2 separate regions of the Cricetulus griseus genome follow, and region 1 is linked to region 2. Evidence: chromatin contacts called from public Hi-C data. All regions are on one chromosome and are shown on one strand. Each heading gives the region's core, a stretch centred on a gene start, on an enhancer-like site or on the middle of the called end of the contact. The rest is flanking DNA. Distances are from core to core; before and after follow the strand shown. Region 1 holds the start of Gnas (GNAS complex locus). Region 2 holds the start of Atp5f1e (ATP synthase subunit epsilon, mitochondrial).

What was found. Hi-C and Micro-C count contacts between places; a contact is called where the count stands out from the background.
Region 1: a contact with region 2 is called in a Hi-C map of fibroblasts, with 2.1 times the contacts expected there. The contact joins the promoter of Gnas here to the promoter of Atp5f1e in region 2. A contact is called at or near these places in 5 of 8 Hi-C or Micro-C datasets (the CHL-YN cell line, the CHO-K1 cell line, fibroblasts and 1 more).

Annotation. Positions count from the first base shown.
Region 1 is chr6:4,739,279-4,745,539 of CriGri-PICRH-1.0, reverse strand. Gnas (GNAS complex locus) reads left to right here and starts at 1,615. Exons shown (of 12, transcript NM_001244053.1): 1 at 1,615-1,849; 2 at 5,563-5,635. The coding sequence starts at 1,711. LOC113831188 (translation initiation factor IF-2-like) reads left to right here. Exons shown (of 4, transcript XM_035446568.1): 4 at 1-458. The coding sequence ends at 432.
Region 2 is chr6:4,612,709-4,618,484 of CriGri-PICRH-1.0, reverse strand. It overlaps Atp5f1e (ATP synthase subunit epsilon, mitochondrial), which reads right to left and starts at 3,389. Exons shown (of 3, transcript XM_027419855.2): 1 at 3,231-3,389; 2 at 1,979-2,105; 3 at 571-732. The coding sequence starts at 3,262. The coding sequence ends at 1,982. It overlaps Prelid3b (PRELI domain containing 3B), which reads right to left. Exons shown (of 6, transcript NM_001246785.1): 6 at 4,486-5,123. The coding sequence ends at 5,001.

The DNA.
Region 1 (6,261 bases), core at 366-2,865, 130 kb before region 2:
GCGGCCCAGAGAGAGAGGAAGACAGCCGCGGCTGCCGCCGAAGTGGCTGCCGAAGCTGCCGTGGCGGCTGCGGCGCTGGCAGAGCCGCTCGCTTCGCAGAAGAACAAGGTCCCCGAGAAGCCCCCCAAGTCCGTCAAGATCCGCGTGAACGCCGTGCGCGATGTGCCGCCCGAAAAGTTGCTAACCGACAAAGAGCGAAAGAAGCTAGAGAAGAAGTTGCTAGAGCAGAAGAAAAAAGAGGAGAAGAAGAGAGAGAAGGAGAGGAAGAAGATCGAGAAGATGTTGAAGAAGAAGAAGAAGAATGTGCCAGAACCCCAGGTGCAGTTCCGAGGCCCAAAGGTCGCCGCCGCCGCCGCCACCGCAGGCGCAGACGGGGGCGCCGCGGCGGGCGCCGCGGCGCGGAGGGGGCGCCGTCGGCGGGGGCGTGAGTAGGGCCTGGGCCGAGTGGGACACTGACTCGGGCGAAGAAGATGCCTACTATGCGCCTCCTCGAGTTGGAGGCGTCGTGTGGCGGCCCGGGCCTGAGAAGGCTGGAGTAGTCAGCGTGCACATGCCCCTCGTGGTGTTCCTGGTGTTCTCCGTGCGAAGCCCCTCGTGGGTGCTCAACTTCCTGCTGCAGCGCCGCACAGATCAGGGCCGTGGCTGTGGCTTCGTGTTCGGGGCGACCTGCTGCTTCCGAGTGTTCCTGGGCTGCGCCTTCTTCTCCTTCCTGAGTGGCCGCACCAAGCGCGGAGGCAGAGGCCGTGGGCGATCCCGGGCCAGGGGCACCGGGCGCCGGGGGCGCGACGAGCGGCTCATCTAGTCAGACCCCCCACCCCCATCATCACCATCGTCATCCACATCGACATCGACATCGACCACCACCACCACCACCACCACCACCACCACCACCACCACCACTTCCACCACCACCACCATTGCCGTGTAGTGTGGGTCTTTATTAGTGCTTGTGTGTGGACACATTTTCCTTTTCGGTTGCTTTGTCCTTGGCTTCGTGCTCTCCTTGCTTTTTTCCACACTCCCTGCTCTCTGGCTCTCTCAGTGTCTCTCTCTCTCCTTTTCGAAATTTTCCTAAGTCCAGGCCCGCGCTCCCTCCCTTTCCGCCCACCCCGGCCCCTTGGCGGCGCCCGCCCGCCCTGCAGCAGGAGGAGGGGGATCCGGGCCGCCCGGCCCGGGGGTGGAGCGCTGGCATCGTGTGAGGGGTCGTCACCACCGCGGGGCCGCCCCCTCTCCCCCCGCCGCGCGGCCAGGCCCCGGCCCCAAGCCGCGGGTGGGGTGAGGAGGCGACCCCACTGTGCATCCCGGCCCGGGCTGAAGGTGGGTGCAGGGACCCGGCCCGGCCTCCGGGCACCGCCTCCCTGCGCCCGCCCCGCCCTCCGAGCCGCGGCCCTCCTCCTCCTCCTCCTCTTTCCACCCCCTTCGCCGCGGTCGCCTCCGCCTCCCCCCCGCTCCCCCCGCCCGCCGTGGCGCTTTTGGGTCGGGGCGTCGGGCCCGGGCCGAGGCAATAAGAGCGGCGGCGGCGGCGGCGGCGGCAGCAGCTCCCGCGGCTCCTGCTCTGCTCCGCTTCGGCCCCGGAGCGAGGAGCGGAGAGCCGCGCGCTTGCCTTAGTCCGAGCCGCCACCCTCCCCGTGTTCCCCGCTTTCCCGGCCCGCCTGAGGCCGCCCGCCCCGTCCCCGCCGCCCCGTAGCCCGGCCGCGCCCCGTCGCCGCCATGGGCTGCCTCGGCAACAGTAAGACCGAGGACCAGCGCAACGAGGAGAAGGCGCAGCGCGAGGCCAACAAAAAGATCGAGAAGCAGCTGCAGAAGGACAAGCAGGTCTACCGGGCCACGCACCGCCTGCTGCTGCTGGGTAAGGGCGGGGCGGGGGGCGCCGGCCCGGCCTGGGAGCCCCGCAGGGCACCCGCAAGGCCGCGCGCGCCGAGCCCGCCCCTCGCCCTAGCGCTCTGGCGCTCTTTCCCGGGCCCTTTGGCCCGCTGGGCGGTGTGTGTGCGGGGGGCGAGGCCGTCAGGGGGACCCCTGGGCGAAATTCGGCCGGGCGGGGGCTGCAAACAGGGCGTGGGTCCCCCTCGCTCAGTCTCGTCCCCTTAGCTGTCCTCACCCCCCCACCCCTGGCTCCTGGTAGGCGCGAGGCCTACACGGTGCCAGGGGCCGGGGTGCGTGTTGGAGGGGGAGGGGAGGCCCACGGGGCCCCTCTGACTGCGACAGAGTAGGGCCAGGGACAGGAAACGGGCTGGCGGGCCCAAGAAGGGGGACCCGCCTTGCTGGGGAGCGCTCTTTGTCGGGAGGGGGTCCAGAGAGAGAGGCAAGGGCAACAGGGGGACTCGGGGGCCTCGGCCAGGGAGGCTTTGGCGAGGGAAGTGGCTGCCTGGAGTGGGGGGGCGAGTGACATCAGCCCCTAGGAAAGGACAGGGCGGTAAAGGTGGTGCAGAGGGGGGGAGGGGGCGCGGGCGAGTCGTGGCGCCGAAGTGGGGGGGGCGAGGGAGGAGGGAGCGTGGCGGACTCTGGGCGCGACTCGGGGCGATTCGGGCAGGACTGACTGTGTGCGGAGCAGACGTGTCCTGGGCCAGGCCAGGCCGTGGAAGGAAGAGAAGAAGAATCAAATAAAAAAAAAACACCAAAAAATAAAAATACAAAAAAAAAAAAAATAGTACGCAGAGTGCCCAGTGAAGCCAAATGACACGTCATTTTACAGTGTGACCTTTTTCCCCCTTCTAGACTTGCAGGGTTTTTGAAAAGCAAAGAAGATTCACTAAATGGTAGCAGCTGCCCCCCCCCCGCCCCAGCTGTGCCCCCACCCATGTAACAAGCAATTAACACACACATTTTCCTGTTAGTGGGCCTCCTTCAGAGTGAAAACACAAAAGTGAAAAATAAAATAAAAACGTATTTTTAAAAGACTCACAAATAAGATAAACTGGAAAATGACATTTGTCTGTAAATGGCTTCTTGGTTTCGAAATGGCGTTTTAAAATTTTTTGTCCTTTTCAAGGTGGGGGGGATAAGCGCTCTGGGAAGACTTTCCTGGGTGGAAGCTGATGACAAGACATTAATTAGTTGTTTGTCAAGTGACATTTGGTTGTTTGGTTTTTCTTCTCTTTTTTTCACTGCGGGTTTTCCTCCTTGGCAAGAAAGAAAGAAGGAAAGAAAGAAAGAAAGAAAGAGAGAAAGAAAGAAAGAAAGAAAGAAAGAAAGAGGAAGAGAGAGAAGGAGGGAGTGGGATCCCCAAACTCCCTTTTTTCTTTTGAGGTGCTGGGTGGGGTGGGGGTCAACAAGCACACAGGCTCACACACACACACTCACAAAATTGTTGAGATGACCACGAAAACATTACACACCATTAATTAGAATGGAAGCTTTCCACTTCTTGGTATTTTGGCTATCTGGATAAATTTGTGAATATGCTGGGAGCATGGATGGTCACATTTCAACAAAATAGTTTAATTATCAAAAAATAAAATGTAGGAGGCTGTTGTTATTTGTGGTGCCGTTCGGTTTGATCTTTTTGGATGGGGTCAAGTCTTTGTTCTCCCTGGGCCAGATTTAGTAAAGCAGAAAATTATTAATAAGTGAAAATAACTCTCCTTGGTGTTGATCATTTGCAGTTTTAGTAATTAGAGGATATAAATGTGGAGTCTAAAACTTCTAAAGGCATAATTAGGCTGTAAATATTAATATGCTACAACACTTTGACTTCAAAGTACACACCTGGAAAAAGTCTAGAGTCTTCTATATGTTGTATCCTTACTGATGTGACTACTGATTTAACTCCAGGGTGATGTTAATGACACATTAAATTTCTAACACCTTTTTTCTTGTGTCTTTACAGTGATTTCAAGTGACCCCACTCATTTGAGACTATTGTTCTGACCCACCCTGCCTCTTCTCAAGTCTCCTAGTCTACATGGCTGCATTGTGCCACAATTAACTGATGACCTTTGGCATAGAAATCTGTTGCCCTGGCCATTGGCAATATTTTACATTCCTTAAAATGAAATAATTCCCCACAAAGGAAACTGAATTCCCCAACCCCCTTTTCTTGAGCCCATTTTAACTTTTGCCATGTAAATTAAGTTAATTACAGAACCATGAGAACCCTTTACAGTTATTTTCAGCCCAATTTTCTATTCTCACAAACGTGGAAACTGAGGCACGGGTTTAATGCTGTCTATAAAAAACAGCTGTCAGAACTTTTGACATTGCTAAGATTAGAACACTGAAGACCCCGACTAGTGCTCTGTGTTCCCTTCATGGGAACCCCCCCAATAGTGCCCTTTAAACTTAATTTATGTGAGTTTTGCTCATTAGGATGGTGTTTGCTTTGAAATCAATTCGTCTGTGGAAACCAATTTTAACTTTTACAGATATTGATTATAGCCTTGAGGAAAGGTAAAAGGGGGAGGAATGCTTTGTGATCTGAGTACCAAAACAAAAGTATATTTTAAAAGAAAAAGATTTTTAAAACCCTTCAGATTTATGTGGGAAGAGGGGGGAGTATTTTTGCAAAAAATAGTGCAGATGAGCTAGCTCTGTCTTGATGGAAATGGGGCGGTGGCGGCGATGGGGTGTGGTCGGGAGGGGGGTCTGTAAACTGTTTTTAAAAAACAAATGAAAGGTGATTTAGAGTGGAGGCTTGTGCTGCCTTTTACTCTTTTAGTTGGGAAAAGCCTAGAGTCTTCCAATGTAGGGGTTTTCAGGAATATTTGTGAATATAATTAAAGTCATCATCCTGTTCTTTTTTTTTTTAATTCTTTACTGTTGATGCTGCATGTTGCCTGATGCTAATAAGGTCTCAAGTGCCATGTTTGATATTAAATTGTTTTGTTTTTTTGCTCTTTTGTTTGTTTGGTTATTCTTTTTTTTCCTTTTTGGCTTTTGCCCCCTTGCTACTGGCAGATAATTGATGGCCTTCCATTTCCCTCTGCAACATGGTTGTTGTATCCAGAAAAAAAGTATCTTTAGAAAGATTCTTTTTGCAGAGAAAAGGAGTGAATCAGTGAATACATTGTAACACCAGTTGGGGGGGGGAATTGAAGCTTGCTAGACGGCAGCTGCTTTGGTGTCGCAGGGGTGGTGTGGGGGAGACTGCGGTATCTGAGCATTGTCCTTCAGTCCTGGGTATTTTAACCATAAAACATCCAACAAACAGGAAATTAGGTGGCTGCTGCATTTTTGTGTACCTTTGACCACATTTCAATATTAAGTTCACAATTTTGACTTAAATTCTTTCACCCCTCAAATGACAATTACGTCATTCCTTCATTACCTCATGATTTTTAAAACCCAAAGAGAAAACAAAATAAAACAACAAAACTTACAAAAAAAAAAAAAACTATTTAAAAAAGCAGAGCCCTCAATTCTTGCTTGTTAGTCTATGGTGAAATACTGCAGGTAGACACTAAGCTGGACATGTCTTTTGTCTTTCACTGCGTCGTCATGTCAAGGGAAATTGTGGTTGTGTCACTGTGTGTCTGTTGCGGGCTGCTTCTGCTGCTTTCCAAGGTCATCATGCAAGTGGAGTGTGCCAACCCTGTCTCTTAACCCAGCCCTCACTTTCCTTCTCAGGTGCTGGAGAGTCTGGCAAAAGCACCATTGTGAAGCAGATGAGGATTCTGCATGTAAATGGTTTTAACGGAGAGTAAGTGTCAAACCCACGCAGGGCGTGGGCAGGAGTGGCAGGTACCTGGCCTGTGGGAGAACCACAGGACTTTTGAAGAGTGTGTATACTAACCTCTAGGAAGCACAGCTGCTTAATTGCCACTAATTATTTTTTTCTAATTTGCATAGTAGACAGCCCAGGAAAGAGCTCATGGGTGCACGCCCACCCTCTTCTCAACCTTTGGTGCAACAAATAGGAATAACAGTAAAAGCACCCGGTGTCCACTCACAGCGGCCCCTCGAGCAGGAAAATGGTGCCTGGTTGCAGAGGACAGTGAGCAGCACTTGGCCGGGTGACAGCGTCTCTGAGGCCAGGTCCTCCGCTGCAGCCTCGTCTGCTGCAGTGCGGTTCCAACATGGCCGACAGGGCCTTGGCCACCCCTTGTCCAGCCAGAGCTGGCCAACACAGGAGGTCCCCACCCACCACCCTTCGGGTTTCACTGGAGTGAACTGGTGTAGGCTTTTGTACTGTCAGGAAAACACCATTTTGGTTACATTTTCACTTAAAAGTTGGAATCCATGGCCCCATTGCTGGCAAGCTTCAAGCTTCTGAGACCCTCGTCCCTGTAGAGTTAATGATAGGCAAATAATTGTTTCTCTAATTTA
Region 2 (5,776 bases), core at 2,140-4,639:
CAAAAACAAATCACTTTGTTCCTAAACATTTAAGTAAAAAATGAATGGCCATTCAAATATCATCAGACTGTCCTATTTACTGCGCCCAGACTGGTTAAGAATCACAGGTTTTAATTGCATCAACACAGGACACAAGGTATTGACTGGCTCTGCCTCATTGCCGGTGAGAAATGCACCCAGAAAATAATAAAAGGTGAAAGGCATTTTGTCTAGATAAAGTCTAATGTTAATGGCTCCTCTCAACAGTTGTGTGTGAACCAAGATGAGGTATACAATTTGTTCCTCTAATGTGTGTTCTAATTGTTTTCATTTGGGTTAGGGATTAATCGGAACCACCTAGAGCCACAGCTTTAATGTGAATTCAATTCAGAGACTAGACACAACACAACCTCCATGACAGTGTCAAATTTTCATCAATTATGCCACGACAAACATATACTTGGATACATTTAAGCAGTGGTTCCTTCCAGTAGCCCCACTGGTCATCGGATCTAAGCCTCCCAGCCTTCAGAGAAACCCTGGTTCACATGGTCACACTCAACACCACTGTTACAGAAACCAAACCCAACAGAGAGTGAAGCATGTCAATTTATTCACATCATCAAATTATCAGCAAGACACATGGTCTTGTGCCCAGGAGGTGAGGTTGATTTCAATCTGCCAAAAACATAACAGGTACCCACAGCTCCATCTTCACCTTCAAGGCTCAGCAGTTCATGCTTCAGTCAGGGTCTAGGAAGAAAAAAGAAAATGCAACAGTTTCTAGTTTGCTGTGTCTTCTTCATGTCCACCATGAACAAGAGAACCTACTTGCATCAGCAATCATAAGCCTGGGCTGCCTGTGAGCACACAGCCTGCAACAGGCACGTCCTTGAGTAAATCACTTCTACCGTGACAGGAACAGCTTTGTCCTATAGCCCTCTGCCCCCATGCCAGCAGACTGGCATGTTGCAAGACATTAAATAGGGGCCATACTTTGTTTGTAGGAGCCGGACATGCCTCGTTGAGTCCAAGGCTCTGACAAAACCAGAGGAGTCAGTCACAGATGGGCACAGTGTGACTGCAAGAGGGTGAGATGTTCTCACTCAGCTCACTGTGGACAACCAACAGCCCAACATAAAGAGGTTTTATATGCCCAAATTCTGCGATTAGAAAGACCCAAGAAAAGGGGTTCAACTCAAACACTGTACTCCCTGGTTTGTAATAAACTTATTTGCTAAATTCAAGATGAAAATGAAAATTACTTAGGGGGGAGAGTCTCAATCAGGCAAATTGCTCACAGCACAGGCCTTGGAGCACGAGTGCTGGACAGACACCTTGCAGAAGCAAAAGAAATATGAAGAACATCTCTCTGATAATGTGCCACGCTTATCTCTGAAATGACAATGTAAGTAAAGTAGCTGGGAGATCAAATCAGTCTGGAGAACTGCAGTCTGAACTCCCCGCCACAGCACAAGATTGCAACTTTATGTTCCCAACAGGGCTCACCTAGGGCTGGCAGCCCTTCTTGCTTGATAAAACAGCAAGCCCCCACCTGCAGGTGTGCCCGTATGTTCAGGAAGAAGCTATGTGTGAGGGTACCAGCAGCTATGGGGGAGGAACATGCAAGGAACCGCCACTTTTCATGCTCAAGACCCGTTACATAACTCCAATAGCAATTATGAAAGGGGAGCTTCTCCTCCCAATTATTTGATTTTGTGCAGACAGATGAACCAGGTTTAATTAAAATGAGATGGCTTTCTATCTGAGGGTTGCTAACTGCACTGAAAATCAATGTGCCAATTATTCTGCTTGTCAGCCCTGCACAGGGCCATCTTTCATCATGCCAGCAGATGTCTAAGACCAGCGCACTCTAAATCACTGCCGCACTAACCAGGGTCCACAGCCACCAACTAACCGAGAGGCAGTGTCACACTAGAGTGAGCTGTGGTAAGCTCTAAAAACTTGAAGAGGTGACCCCAACAAACCAGAGACTCACCGACTACTCCTTCTTCACCTTCACGATCTTTATGCTGCTCCCAGAAGTCTTCTCAGCGTTGGCCTTGAACTCGGTCTTCAGGGCATCCCTCACTGCCTTCGCACAGATCTGGGAGAACCGGATATAGCTGGCAAAGTGAGAGAGGATGAAAGCCTGGTTACCAACAGTGACACGGTGGTGTCACTGTGTGGGACATCTTGGTTTTCTTCCCTTACTATTAATTTTGGTTACTCACAATGGCAAAATTGGATTGAAAACTGGACAATACCAAAACTAATGATACAAAGGGGACAATGAGAAATGTGACCCCAGGTTAGCTGGTATTTTACTGAGAGGTCGTACCTTTTCAGATTAATTTAAAATGAAGGGTTAAAACAAACAAACAAACAAAAAACAAAAAAAACCCAGTGTAGGAAATAGAGCATTGTGTGAACCCCGCTCCCACATGATTGATTCCCCAGCTCATTTCTGTATGTTTTAATTACATTATTCCACTATTCTTACAGCATACATGTACATATGTGTGTGTGTGTGTATAAACATATATGAAACTTCTGAATTAAAACAGTGCTTTGTAAGGCCAAGTATCTAAAGGCGGTCCTGAAAACATTAGACTTTTGCCTTTTGTCTGTCAATACCTAACAAGGATTCCAAACTGAACTAAAAGTTCTCAGAGAGCATCAAGTACAGCCAAGGGGGCTCAGGCCAGCCAGCCAGCTTCCTGTCTGGTAGACATTGGTCTGTCAACACCTGATTCCAAAAGATGTCACTTTTCACACCTTCTGAAATCAGGGATGGGTGGTGGCTGTTTCTCCTGCTTTAGGATTGAGGTGGGGGGCTGGCACTCGGGGAGCCAGGGGTTTAACTTTTCCTTATGCACCTGCAAAGCAGCAGAATAAACTTGAGACCCGGCCTGCGGGGGCTGGGAGGAGGACGGGAGGTGACCTGACCTGGGCCCACACCGTTTCCCTCCACCAAAGCTCGCCTGACCTCTGTCAGGCCCCAGGCCTCTGACTCGGGGAAGGTCACGGTGGCCCCCGCCGGCCTCTGTGCAGGGGAGGGGAGCCCGCCCAGCCCGGGGGTGCCGTGCACTCGGCCCTCGTGGCGACCACCTCTGCTTGGCGCCCGTGACCCCTGACCCCGCGGAGAGCCTTGTCCACGGCGACGCCATCTTGGCGGGCCGCCGCGTGGCTTGGCCGTCGCGCGCGGGGCTGGCCGTCCGGCCTCCCCAGCGCCGCCCGCCCGGGAATACCTGAGTCCGGCCTGCCGCCAGTACGCCACCATGGTGTCGCGAGCGCGGCGCGTCGGGCAGGACCGCTGGGGGGGCTTTCAGAGTCGCCTCAGCCGGGACCGGCCGCGGGAAGGTCAGGCCTCGGGAGTAGCGGAAGGGGCGGGACGCGCGGACCCGTCAGTCACGGCCCGGAGCCAATCGGGGCGCCGGCCTCGCCCTCCCATTGGCCGAGCGGCTTCCGGAAGCCGCGGGCGCGTGGACACCTGGGAAAGTGAGGCCGCGGCCTCCCGGTCACCTTCCCAGGTGCTGCGGCAGGGGGCGTGGCCCCCGGGGACTGGCAGTCAGGACAGCCAATCGGCAGGCAGGGATGCACGGGGCGGGACGGAGGGCCCCTGACGCTGCTGGCTGTGCGGTGCTGTGGACAGCCACCGAGGACAGCCGTGCTGCAAAGTGAAGATGCGCATGATGCTCAACTGGAGCTTCAGCGTAGCCATCCCTGCGGGCGTGCGACACACCGCTGACACCTAGTAGTGTCCTCCTGACATCTAAAACATGCCTTTAGAGGTCACCTGTCCTTACAAACGTCCAGAGGGGTCCTAAGCCAGCATCCCAGCGCCGCTTAGAGGGCTCTGTGGTGCTGTTTGCCGGTTCACTGCCTCCGAGAAAACCAACCACCCCGACACAGGCACCACAGCAAAGACCATTAGTGCCCCCCACAGCCTGTGGTGTTCTCTGGTGTTCCCTCCCACCCCCTGTGCTTCTCACCCAACACCCCGCTGGAAAGATGAAAGGACCAGGATCTAGGTGATGACATCTGAGTCGCCTCAAATGATAGACAGCTCTTCACATGAAAGATGTTTTGTGGTCATAATTACCTCCAAATGTAATTATATTCAAATAACTCGACTTATCATGCCCTAGCAATTGCAAAGCCATGATTTTGACATGTGGCAATTTATAAGTAAATGTGAAATGCTATGAGATGTAACAGCCGCTCTTCTGTCTCAGTGTTCTGTTTAAGAGTGATACGACACTCAGGTAATGACTTTATTTTTCAGTTAACATAACCAGCCCACAGTACAGCATGCGAAATCACAAAGTACAAATTCAAGGAAGGGAATGCCTTTACTAAGTCACAAAACTTTGGCAAATTAATACAGTACCCGTTAATACAATAAAATACTTTTTTTTTTTTTTTTTTTTTTTTGCTGGAGTCATATATCACCTTAGTGCTAATTTGCACTCCAAAAATATCATTTAAGTACCAAATCCAAACACTGGTTTCCAAGAGGGCAAGTTATTTTATACAAATTAATGGCATTTGAAATTATACAGTTTCTTTTTTTAAAGTGAGTTCCTCGGGCAGGTGGTTCCAGTTCACAGCAGCGGGCAACTGTGTGGACTTGAGGGCGGCCGGCCTTTCTTCTGGTTGGTCCATACCCAGATACTGTTCCAGTCCCTGACAGGCTCTAAGATTCTACCTAAGGAGACTTGAGGTCAACATCGATTTCTTCTAAGTACTTAAACAAAAAACAAACAAACCCATGAATTGTTCACACGAACACAAGACTCTCCAGTCAGCTCCCTCAAGCCCTTCCACCTCAGACAATCACTTTGATTTAGAAACTCTCCATCTTTTGCTTTGATCAAAAGTCACAGCCTTACCCCAGCTCATTAAAAAAAAGAAATAATAAACTCTACCTAAAATAGCCGTATCTTTTAAATAACAAATAAATATGATGTCAGCTTGGAGAGTCCTGGGGCCCTGAAGCTGCACACCCATCTCCACTGTCATTTTTCCACCAAGGCTGCCGCGGCTGCCATCGGCGTCCGTATGCTTCCTCTTGCTGATGCTGCCAAGTCTTCAATCTCAGCGTTCAGTTTATGGATCACCCATTCCATTGCTTCTCGGCCCTTAAAAAGTGCAATACATTTATTGTTACTGGGAGCAAGTGTGTACATAAAGGAAATGGCAGCCAGAATAAGAGGGGGTGTTAGAGGCTAACTAAACCTCAGGGACAGATCGCTTGTCCCTGTTTTCTTTTTCTTCTCAGTCATTATTTACCAAATACCAAATGCCTTGAGCAATTGGCTTGATCCAGAAGCCAATTTTTATTTTGTATGCAGAAGATGTTCTAGAAGGAGGTACAGCTGAGTGGCAGGGTGTCTTGTTGACTGTGTGATTAGAATGGTGAAACCCCCTTTCCTCCTGAATCATCGGTGTAAATCAATCATGCACACACCCAGGATCTGGTCCTTGACCATGCACCCCTTCCTTCCCGGGGCTCTAGAGTTTGAGGAATGAAGAGGACACTTCATGCTTCCTGTCTAAGGGTCTTTGCACATGCTCCTCCCCACTCCCACCCCACCCCCACACCCCATGTTCTTCCTGGATACTGCTGGCACCAACTCCGTCTCTCTCAGCACTTGGCACAAACATCAGTTACCAAACACTCATTAAACCCTCACGCCTGCCTTTACTTTTCCTTTCCCAGGGGAGTGCTGTGTGATTAAGGCTGCCTTCCTGAGGCCTAGGAGAGCAAAGCACATTTGTCTTGCTGCCTGCA